Regions from separate parts of the Aedes albopictus genome. Here region 1 is linked to region 2. Evidence: chromatin contacts called from public Hi-C data. All regions are on one chromosome and are shown on one strand. The core of a region is the stretch at or near the end of the contact, and the rest is flanking DNA. Distances in the headings are between cores, read along the strand shown. Region 1 holds the start of LOC109424226. Region 2 holds the start of LOC109414343 (septin-interacting protein 1).

Region 1 (4,454 bases), core at 530-3,029, 140 kb before region 2:
GATCGTTCTCGCAATACAAAATTCTTCCGCAATACATATAGGATTTTTACAGTTTATCAACTTCACGTGTATCAATCTTACCTCAAATTTCCTCATCTCTTCAGCAATCCTTGCACAATAAACCCAATGAAATATTATAATAAGACGACCAGGAAAATCTAGAAAAACTCACATTAAATATCGACAAATATCTATTAGAGAACTCTTCAAGAATATAGTTCGTATGGAATCAGCACAGAATTTGACAGGCGTCTACAAAGAAGCTACAAAAACATGTCGAATCCGAAATATGTCAAACAAAAATATGTCGTACGTTGAATACTATGAATACATCTGAAATGGAATTGCCCAAGGAATATCACTGCAGTACTAGTTTTTCTTTTACAATTCCTTCAAATAAATGTTCAAAGACAGTCCTATTTACTACAATCAAGAAAAAAAAACTTATTCATTCCTTGTCTTAATTTCTCACCCATCGAGATAAGCCAAGATTTGTTTTGCTATTAGCGTACCTACTTACCATAAGCCATCTTTCAAAAATCTCGCCAGGAATTTGTTCATAATCGTCGTTTTACTCCAGAAGCGAGCAGTGTGCATGATTGTTGGTGAGCTCGTTTCATACAGTTGATAAAAATGCTTTGGGTTTTTTGAGACAGTTCCATGAATTATGAAAGTCACGTGATCGAAAAAACTCGTTAGATGTTGTAATGTTTCCATTAGAAAAGAAATAATCCAATTTAACTGACAACTCATTTAACTTCTTTTCAATGAATGATGATGCGGAATTTTCAAGCAATTGTTAAAAATATATTTACAATTATGGATTATAGTACACAACTAAAATTGAAAAAGGTCTAGGAATATTACACATACTAAATTGGACTTCACTAAATAGATATTTGTAAAATGTTAACCAAGAACATCAAAAATAAAACATTCGACACTAGTAAACTGTTGTGTGTTCGTTAAACTTCGTCACTTTTGCATGCCTCTCCATCACCGCACAGAGATCGTCATCGTCGCTTTCATCCAGTCCGGCTCTCCGCTTTCGCTTCCGTGTGATCTGCTCCAGCAGCTCCGGGTGAAACTTCAGCCGTTGCTTTAACGTTTCCTCGTCCATGTAGTCCCACAGGTCCCAGTCGTCCATCAGAGCCAGCGGTTTGCGCTCCGGAGTCGTAGTGCCCGCGTTCTCCGTCGAATCGTCCAACTCCGGCGATCCCGCTCCCGATCGATATGCATCGTAAAAGCACGCCCTATGCGGGTCCCGATCGAACTCCTCTTCGCTCCACACGATTTCTTCGAGCTTTATTTCGGGATCTGTATCGTCGGCTTCCACAGATCCACCCACGGCTCCTTCGCTCTCGTCGTCGGCTGTAACGTTATTGTTGTTCTGCTCAAGGCATTCTTCGCTCCTCAACGGTTGAAGGTCATCATCCCTGATGGTACAAAGCAAAATTAAATTCATTGATTTCCTCACCTATACGCCATTCGCCACTTACATGATGCACCATTTAAAGGGAATACTATCTCGACATTCACTACACATAGGGCACAATTAAATAAACTTTCTCCGGTCGTAATCGTTTCTAAGCATGCTATGTTACGCTTTACACCTAAAATCTACGCGATATCATCGTTTTATTATGTGGAGGACTAAATTTATTTACACAAACTTTTCATAAGAATAATTGGTTCAGTCTCGAAACTGAAAAGTTGATCAATACTTGTTTACACATAGCTCGAGTGAACGGTCTGTCTGTCAGTATGGATAGACCAGTGATTTAGGTAGTGCGTGTAATGACAGAGAAACGTTGACACAACGGAACTCACCACTTCGTTCTTTTGCTTTACCTTGTTTGCCTGTGCCGTGAAACAACTACTAAACGCGCCTCCATACGTTGCTACTTATGAAAAGCATATGAACGAGGAGCATGGTGAGAAATATCTGAAATGTTTCTTCCAATATGTTGAGTCAATCAGTATGGTACCTAGATAATTTAAATTAGATTTTATTACCTATTTAAGTCGTATCCTTGATACCTACTTTCAATACAATCGTCTTCAAAGTAGGTATCGAGAATACGACTCAGATCATTATTTATAGACATTACATGACATCGTCAAGAAAGTAAGAATTTCCTAAAAAGAAAGCAATTTTGAATAAGAATGGATAGGAATATTAAAATTATATTGGGATAATGTTCTTATGACATGCTAAAGCCATACCTAGATGCTTGGTTTAAACCACAATCCGTGCCTTTTCTTTTTTATGTTTTATTGATTGTGATTGATAATATATATTTTTTTCGATCTTGTATCTTACCCCCAGCTTTATTTTAATATTTTAAAACCTTGCACAAAGATCAAAAATGGTTCAACTTAGTATGAAAAATTGTAAAAAAACGTATATCGCTTATTTATTTAATTTTATAGCAAAAATGTGAAATTTACAGTTCTATGCAGGGGAACGACACAATTTTTCACAACCCAAAAATGTCGAAATATCCCTCAAAAAGTCAAAATAAAAAGACGGCGAAGCTTTTGTGGGTTTTACCGTTTTTTTCGTCTTTTTCTGCTTTTTTTTTAATTTCAGCTTGTAAAAACTAGTGTCGCCCCCTGTTCTATGTCTTTGAGATGATATATCGATCTGAGTTTGCATTTCATATTCCATGTATTTTTTTCAGTTCAAACCAACAATCTGCTTATTTAACAAATTACGGGTCGATCTTGGTTAACCTGATTACCTTTTCCATACCAAATATAATCAAATTGCATGATTTTAGAGCATAAAAATTCGAATAATAGTCCCCATCTGGAATTTTTGTTCCACCATCTTCTGGTAATCTACTTTGGACTCCAGACAAGCAAAAAAATATGCGCCATTTTGTTTTTCGCCATGTTAAAATTTGCGCAAATTCCGATCACAATTTTTGGACACATGCACTCAAAATTTGTCAAATATTAGCAAGAACCCAAATATCGAAGTGATATGTTTTTTTTGTTGGAGCCAGCAGAGGACACAGGGCACAAAGCGGACAATCCCGAAAAGACCGAAATCCCGATAGTACTTTCGGAAATTAGCAAGAACCCAAATATCGAAGTGATATGTTTTTTTTGTTGGAGCCAGCAGAGGACACAGGGCACAAAGCGGACAATCCCGAAAAGACCGAAATCCCGATAGTACTTTCGGAACGCGTGGCGAAATGAAAACGAGTGAAATAACACGACGTACTTTATTGAAATTCTCTCGTGGAATGAAAAAGATACAGTGGTGGTTTTCTCTTCGCTTCCGCTGAAGCTCTTCTATCAGTTGAGCAGGGGCGGCGGATAAAATATATCGCCCCCTTTTTTCATCACTCCTCCTCGATATATGATTTCCGCTATTTCTGCTCACGTTCAACTAATCCTGCCATCGCAACGAATCTCTTCAGCTTCTCGCTTCCCAACGGTTTGGTTAGCATGTCGGCTGCCATGTCTTCAGATGCACAGTACTTCAGTTTTACAACTCCCTTGTCGATCAAATCCTTGGTGAAGAACTTTCGCGTATCTATATGTTTCGAACGCCTGGATTGACGTTCTTCCTCGGCGAAGTTGATGCACGCTTGGTTATCCTCGAATATGATAGTAGGATCACTCTGGTTCTCTCCCATATCACACAGTAAGCGACGAAGCCATACGAGTTCTCGGCTTGCTTCCGATAAGGCGATGAACTCCGCTTCCATACTCGACAATGAAACGCTTGTCTGTTTTCGGCTGGCCCAGCAAACGCTTGCGTGTCCCAGCAAAAACAAGTACCCAGTGATCGATTTGCGGTCGGACGGGTCGCTACTCCAATCGGCGTCACAATAACCCACTAGCTTCGTAGCTTCGCTTCTGGTAGCTGCCAACTTTAACTTGAATCCTGAAGTCTTCATAAGGTACCTTACGATGCGCTTCAGTTCCGTCCAGTCAACTTCTGTCGGGTCCTTGATCTTTCTGCTGAGTATAGAGATGCTTGCTGAAACGTCCGGTCGGGTGTTCACAGCTGTGTAGAGTATCGCCCCAACCAAGCTGTGATACTGTTGGTTATCTGGTAACAAGCGACTCCCTTCTCTGCTCCTGTAGTAGCCTACGTCCAAAGGTATCTTCGATCCTTTTGCCATGTCCAGGCCATGGCGGTTCGCTGTTTTTCGGATGTACAGCTCCTGATCCAAAGAGAAGAATCCATCGGCGCCTCTTGTCACACGAATCCCGAGAAAATGACTTATTTCCCCGAGTGACGTCAGCTCAATTTTCTCCTTCAACCGCCTTTCAACCTTCAAAATCTCCTCTTCGTCAACGCAGGCTACGATCATGTCATCCACGTAAATAATCAGGTACACTGTGGCACTATTCTCCAGTTTCTTGATCCACAAGCACGGGTCCGCTTTAGATTGGCTAAACCCAATTGAAACGAGTACCTGGCTGATGGTATC
Region 2 (4,727 bases), core at 546-3,045:
TGAGCCGAGAATTCCTGCCCATGGTTGGATCCATACGTGAATAGGGATTGTGTCCGTGAGAGGATCCCATTCGGCGACGGCTGTGGTTAGTTTGTTCATGACTATCTGCTCTAGGACGTTGTCTAAGATCCACGAGGGAAGCAGCGGGGCCCAAGCGTCCAGAAGGGCGATCATCGGTTGATGAAGACGGGGGTCCCAGGTTGTGGCGGCGGAACGTATGCTGGGAATGACACCGGACCAGACGAGGCCAGAATATGGATCTAGAAGATTGCGTTTCTCGGTATCAGAGGATCCCAAAATGGAACGCCAGCGTTTGAACAGGTCCAGATGGCGGGTTGGGTCTACGAATGGATTCCACTCTTTGAGATAGGCTGCTATCAGAGGTGCCACAACGCCTGGAGCCAGATCAGCCAATCCGAATTCTTTGTATTCCGCGGGGAAGTCGCCTTGCATTCGTATGAAAATCCTTTCACAATCTTCCAGCGAAACTGAACCACTTTCCGGCTCGACCAAGGCCTTCACCAAGTCCAGGGCTCCCTCCAAAGTGTGAATGTAGTCTTCTTCCAGCTGGGTAATCCGGATTAGATTTTCCTTCTCAATTTCCAGCTGCTCTTCTCGGTCTTGTGCCTCGCACTTCTGCTTGTCGATGGCAATGATATCCTGCTCGCAATACTCCACGATCAGATTCAAATTGTGCATCAATTCCGGCAGGGCAAAGTTGGTCGTTTCCTTCGTCGCTGTTGATTCATACAAATCCTCTCCTGCTACTTTGGCCAGTCCCAATGCGTGGTATCCACTGAGAACTCGACTCTCAGGCCCGGTCATATCAATAACTTTCACGTTGCTCATTTTTGAGTTTTTATCAAATGGAGTGTACGTCCTCTTGCCCTTCTCAATGACATCCTCAACACTCTTATAGAAGTACCTTCCCTTGTGCTTGTCCTTTCTCCACTGCTGCTCCATATCCTTATCCTTAATCTCCTTGGGTTCTTCCTTCTCCTTCTTCTGCTTTTGATCCATCACAGCCGTCTTCTTCTCCGGCCCGTACGCTCCAATCGCCCCACGCCCCTTCCTCAAATGAGCCTCGATCGGAGCGGCAATACCTTGCAAATCTTTTCCCAACCCCTTCCCTGGCTGGTAACCCATCTGCAGAAGCAGCTTCGCTCCGATTCCCTTCGTGTGCTGTTCCCATCCTCCAACACCTTTCCCCACGGAAGGCGCACCACTTCTCGCCGGATACTTCCTAAATCCGGCCATCGATCGGAAATCGTTTGCCCTCGCCACCACCTCCGACTCCGATTCCGAGCTGGTTCCACTCGGCGCCCCACCAAACCGGGGCCGATCGTCCTCCTCATCCTCTCCCTCACCGTCGCTTTCCTTCTTCTCCTCAACCTTTTTCTTCCCGGCCTGTTGGATTCCTCCCGCCACAAACCCAATCGGAGCCGTATAATCCTTCGGTTTCTTACCACCGGCGCCACGACCACGACCACGCCTTGTCGACGAGCCTTCGCCTCCGTCCTCATTTTCCGAATCCTCATCGGCCCAGATGCCGTAGATTTGCTGGTGCTTGGTCGGACGTCGGTTGCGACGCTGCGGATTGAATTCGTTGTCCAGGTCGAAATCGGTGATCTCGAACCGCTCGTACTCTTCGTCGGCCATGGTCACTTATGGAAAAAATGATACTATTTTTCACCTTTATGCACAAAAATTGGAAATTTTGAAAGAAATTTACAGAAAACTGTGTTTCAAAAGCGTTTTCAATCGATTTTACGCCGTCTTTTGTTTACCCAGATCTGTCATGGCATTCGAGCAGTTTTGACAGCTCCAAAACTTTTGGTGATTTTGAAATATTTCTACGCAGTAGCATTGCACAGTGGAAAAAATAGGTATAAAACGCGAATAAATTCAATATCTCTGCTCGGAATGGACGGATTTGAATGAATTTTTGACACGAACTGTAAAAATTAATCTCTATCCACTTATCCGCGAGCGGTAATGGCGGCGGCGGGCACAACTAACCGATTCGCATTTTGACGTTTCTTGGGGATCGCAATCGGTTGGCGCCACCGAACGGGGGGTGAAGGGCGAGGTGAAGGGGTGAGGGGGAGAATGAAACTGTTTTGACTTTCCCCCAAGAAACGTCAAAATCCGAACCGGTTGGTTATGCCCGCCACCGCCATTACCGCTCGCGGATAAGTGGATAGTTTCAGATATTGTTCGTGCAGTTGAAAACCGGAATTTTTGACACGCGAAAATCGATTTTTCTCCTAAACCGTGTGTCAGACGTACGTCGGGCACAGTGCGCTGGATAGAGGGCCAGATCCGCAATCCAGCGCACTACGTCCGACATTAGGTTTCACGTATGTATTTTGAGAAATTTCGATTGTCGGGTGTGGGGAAACTTCGGGTTTCAACCGCGACGACAATAAGGAGGGTGTCATTCGCCGCACGATGCTGGAAATCAGTGTATTGAGCTCGTTTTACCCCACTATCTCTCACACATAGTTTTTTTTCACAGAGAACAGACATCCAGGCTAGAACAAATTTCATTCGAAAAGTTGTGTAAGGATTTGAATCTTTACTACCAATGTGCGATGACAACACTAACGCCCTAGGTGGTGCGAATAGAAACGGTTTTATTTTTCAAGCTAGCTAACACACACTTTACACACTCCCGGCACACAGCACGCACGAGCGTTCAATTTTCTTGCAACCACCTCTCTCAGCGCGGTTGTGAAACAAGCCGTCGCGACGCTGTTCGGAAATGGTAAACATGATCAATCCACCATTATTCCGATTTTGTTCTCGTGTTCAAAGTTTATTATTTCCCGCATAATCACTAACTGTAAATTTAGCGTTTCACATACTGTTGATGACTATTAGCAATTGTCAATCAACCATTTCTCAAACTATCCGAGATAACAGTAAGATAACCATACCACGTACAGATTTGCCTGTTTGACAAATGGTAAGCAGCCAAATTACAGTATGTGGAATAGGCGGTTAAGATAGGTTACCATAAAAAATCGCTCATTTTCCCGAACAAATTTTTCGCAATACAGTAAAGAATATGGTCGATATATTATCCATTTTTTTCAGACAATTCATTGTATAGCAAATGGTTGGGGAACAGTTTGACCGTAAATTTGAACGAAAACGAATACTGTATGTGTAACTAGTGATTTATAGTTCTCCATAGTAAAATAACTGCATTCCATATTGCACACATAAAGTTACGAAGAGTAAAACCAAAAACGAATCAAATAAGAATTAATGAAACAATTTCATTTATTAATTACACCGTAATATGCATTCATGCTATATGCCATGTAAATAGGTTGTTTTCTGCTCCAGCTTCATTGTTGTCAGCAATCACGAAGCGACGAAATGCCCGAAAAGCTTCAGCCGCTGGTTTGGAGATCGAATCAAGGGAAGGTCAATCCACACTTGATTGTCCTAGCGTTGGAAGCGCAACCGTGCATAAGGAAACAGCGCCTACAGGAGAAATATTAACAATTATTAGTTCACTGATCAACTGTAGAAACACTATAATCTGTCTGATGGAAAATACTTACCGTGGGGGGACGATGCACCTCATGCCTCTTTGCCGAACCATCCAGATGTTGTCGTCTGGTTCTAGCGACATTGAAATTTGCAGCTGTAGGGCACCGATGAGGACGACCGCCAATGCCTCCGGATGGAAACCGTTTCCGACTACGGGGACAAAAGATACAATGTAGGTTTTCGTTGAGTAGACATTATTCCGTTAGATAAAATACTTACCACTTATAAGTACGTTTACTGCTGCGGCTGCTGCTGCTGCTGGTCCGATTTTTTTTCTTTGTTTTGAAAGTTCTCATTGCAGCCATCAGCCGATTTTCATTGGTTCACAAATACCGATGCATGCAACTGCTTATCATATTGTCAAACATCAGTAACATATAATGAAACGCACGCGTGTTAGTGTGTTGCACGAAATAAGCACAAACAGTATGATATAAGGTGAGTTAATATTGCCGCCATTACTTCCGAACTCCCATCTCCATATCATTCAACAATACTTGCACAGTATAATATAATGTGACCACTTGGTATAGATTGCTTATACCTTAATTTATAGTCGACTGCGTTGAATCTCACATTCTGCGACATAAAAGCAACTATTTATCATACATTAACAACAACAGATACAAGACAATTACTGTTTGGAGATTAAGACAAACTGTAAATCTTTATGCGGGTTTCCATTCGCGATGGAAATTTTGATGGATAGTTGTTACAAAATTAGCTAAAATGGGCTCAAAACAATGTTTATCCTTCTCCTCGCTTTCCAACGGCTTGGCAGCGGCAAATGAAGATATTGTGACAACAGTTTTGATTATATCCGCAGCACCTAGATAACAATACTCTTCAATCAATCACACAGGTTCAACAAGGCTTAACATAACCTCCATCTTCAATGTTTGACTCTCGATGTTTGGCTCCCGATGAGAGAGCATATTGAGTCAGTCCGCGACACTGAGCTAACGCCATCAAACACCATATTGGGGATCGTCCATAAATTCCGTCACGCTCTGAGGGGGGAGGGGGGTTCAGCAAAGTGTGACGACCCATAGAAAACTTTTCGAGTCCTCATACAAAAAGTGTGACATAGGGGGGAGGGGGGGTTGAAAATCAGCAAATTTGGCGTGACGTAATTTATGGACGTTCCCACCACAGTCAGTGGT

The links. A called contact is a pair of places that touch in the nucleus more often than the background predicts.
Region 1: a contact with region 2 is called in a Hi-C map of whole body, with 8 times the contacts expected there. The contact joins the promoter of LOC109424226 here to the promoter of LOC109414343 in region 2. A contact is called at or near these places in 2 of 3 Hi-C or Micro-C datasets (embryo and whole body).

The regions. Positions count from the first base shown.
Region 1 is chr2:157,171,379-157,175,832 of AalbF5, reverse strand. It overlaps LOC109424226, which reads right to left and starts at 1,779. Exons shown (of 2, transcript XM_019699308.3): 1 at 1,500-1,779; 2 at 783-1,436. The coding sequence starts at 1,546. The coding sequence ends at 944.
Region 2 is chr2:157,032,917-157,037,643 of AalbF5, reverse strand. LOC109414343 (septin-interacting protein 1) reads right to left here and starts at 1,795. Exons shown (of 2, transcript XM_019688160.3): 1 at 1-1,795. The coding sequence starts at 1,659.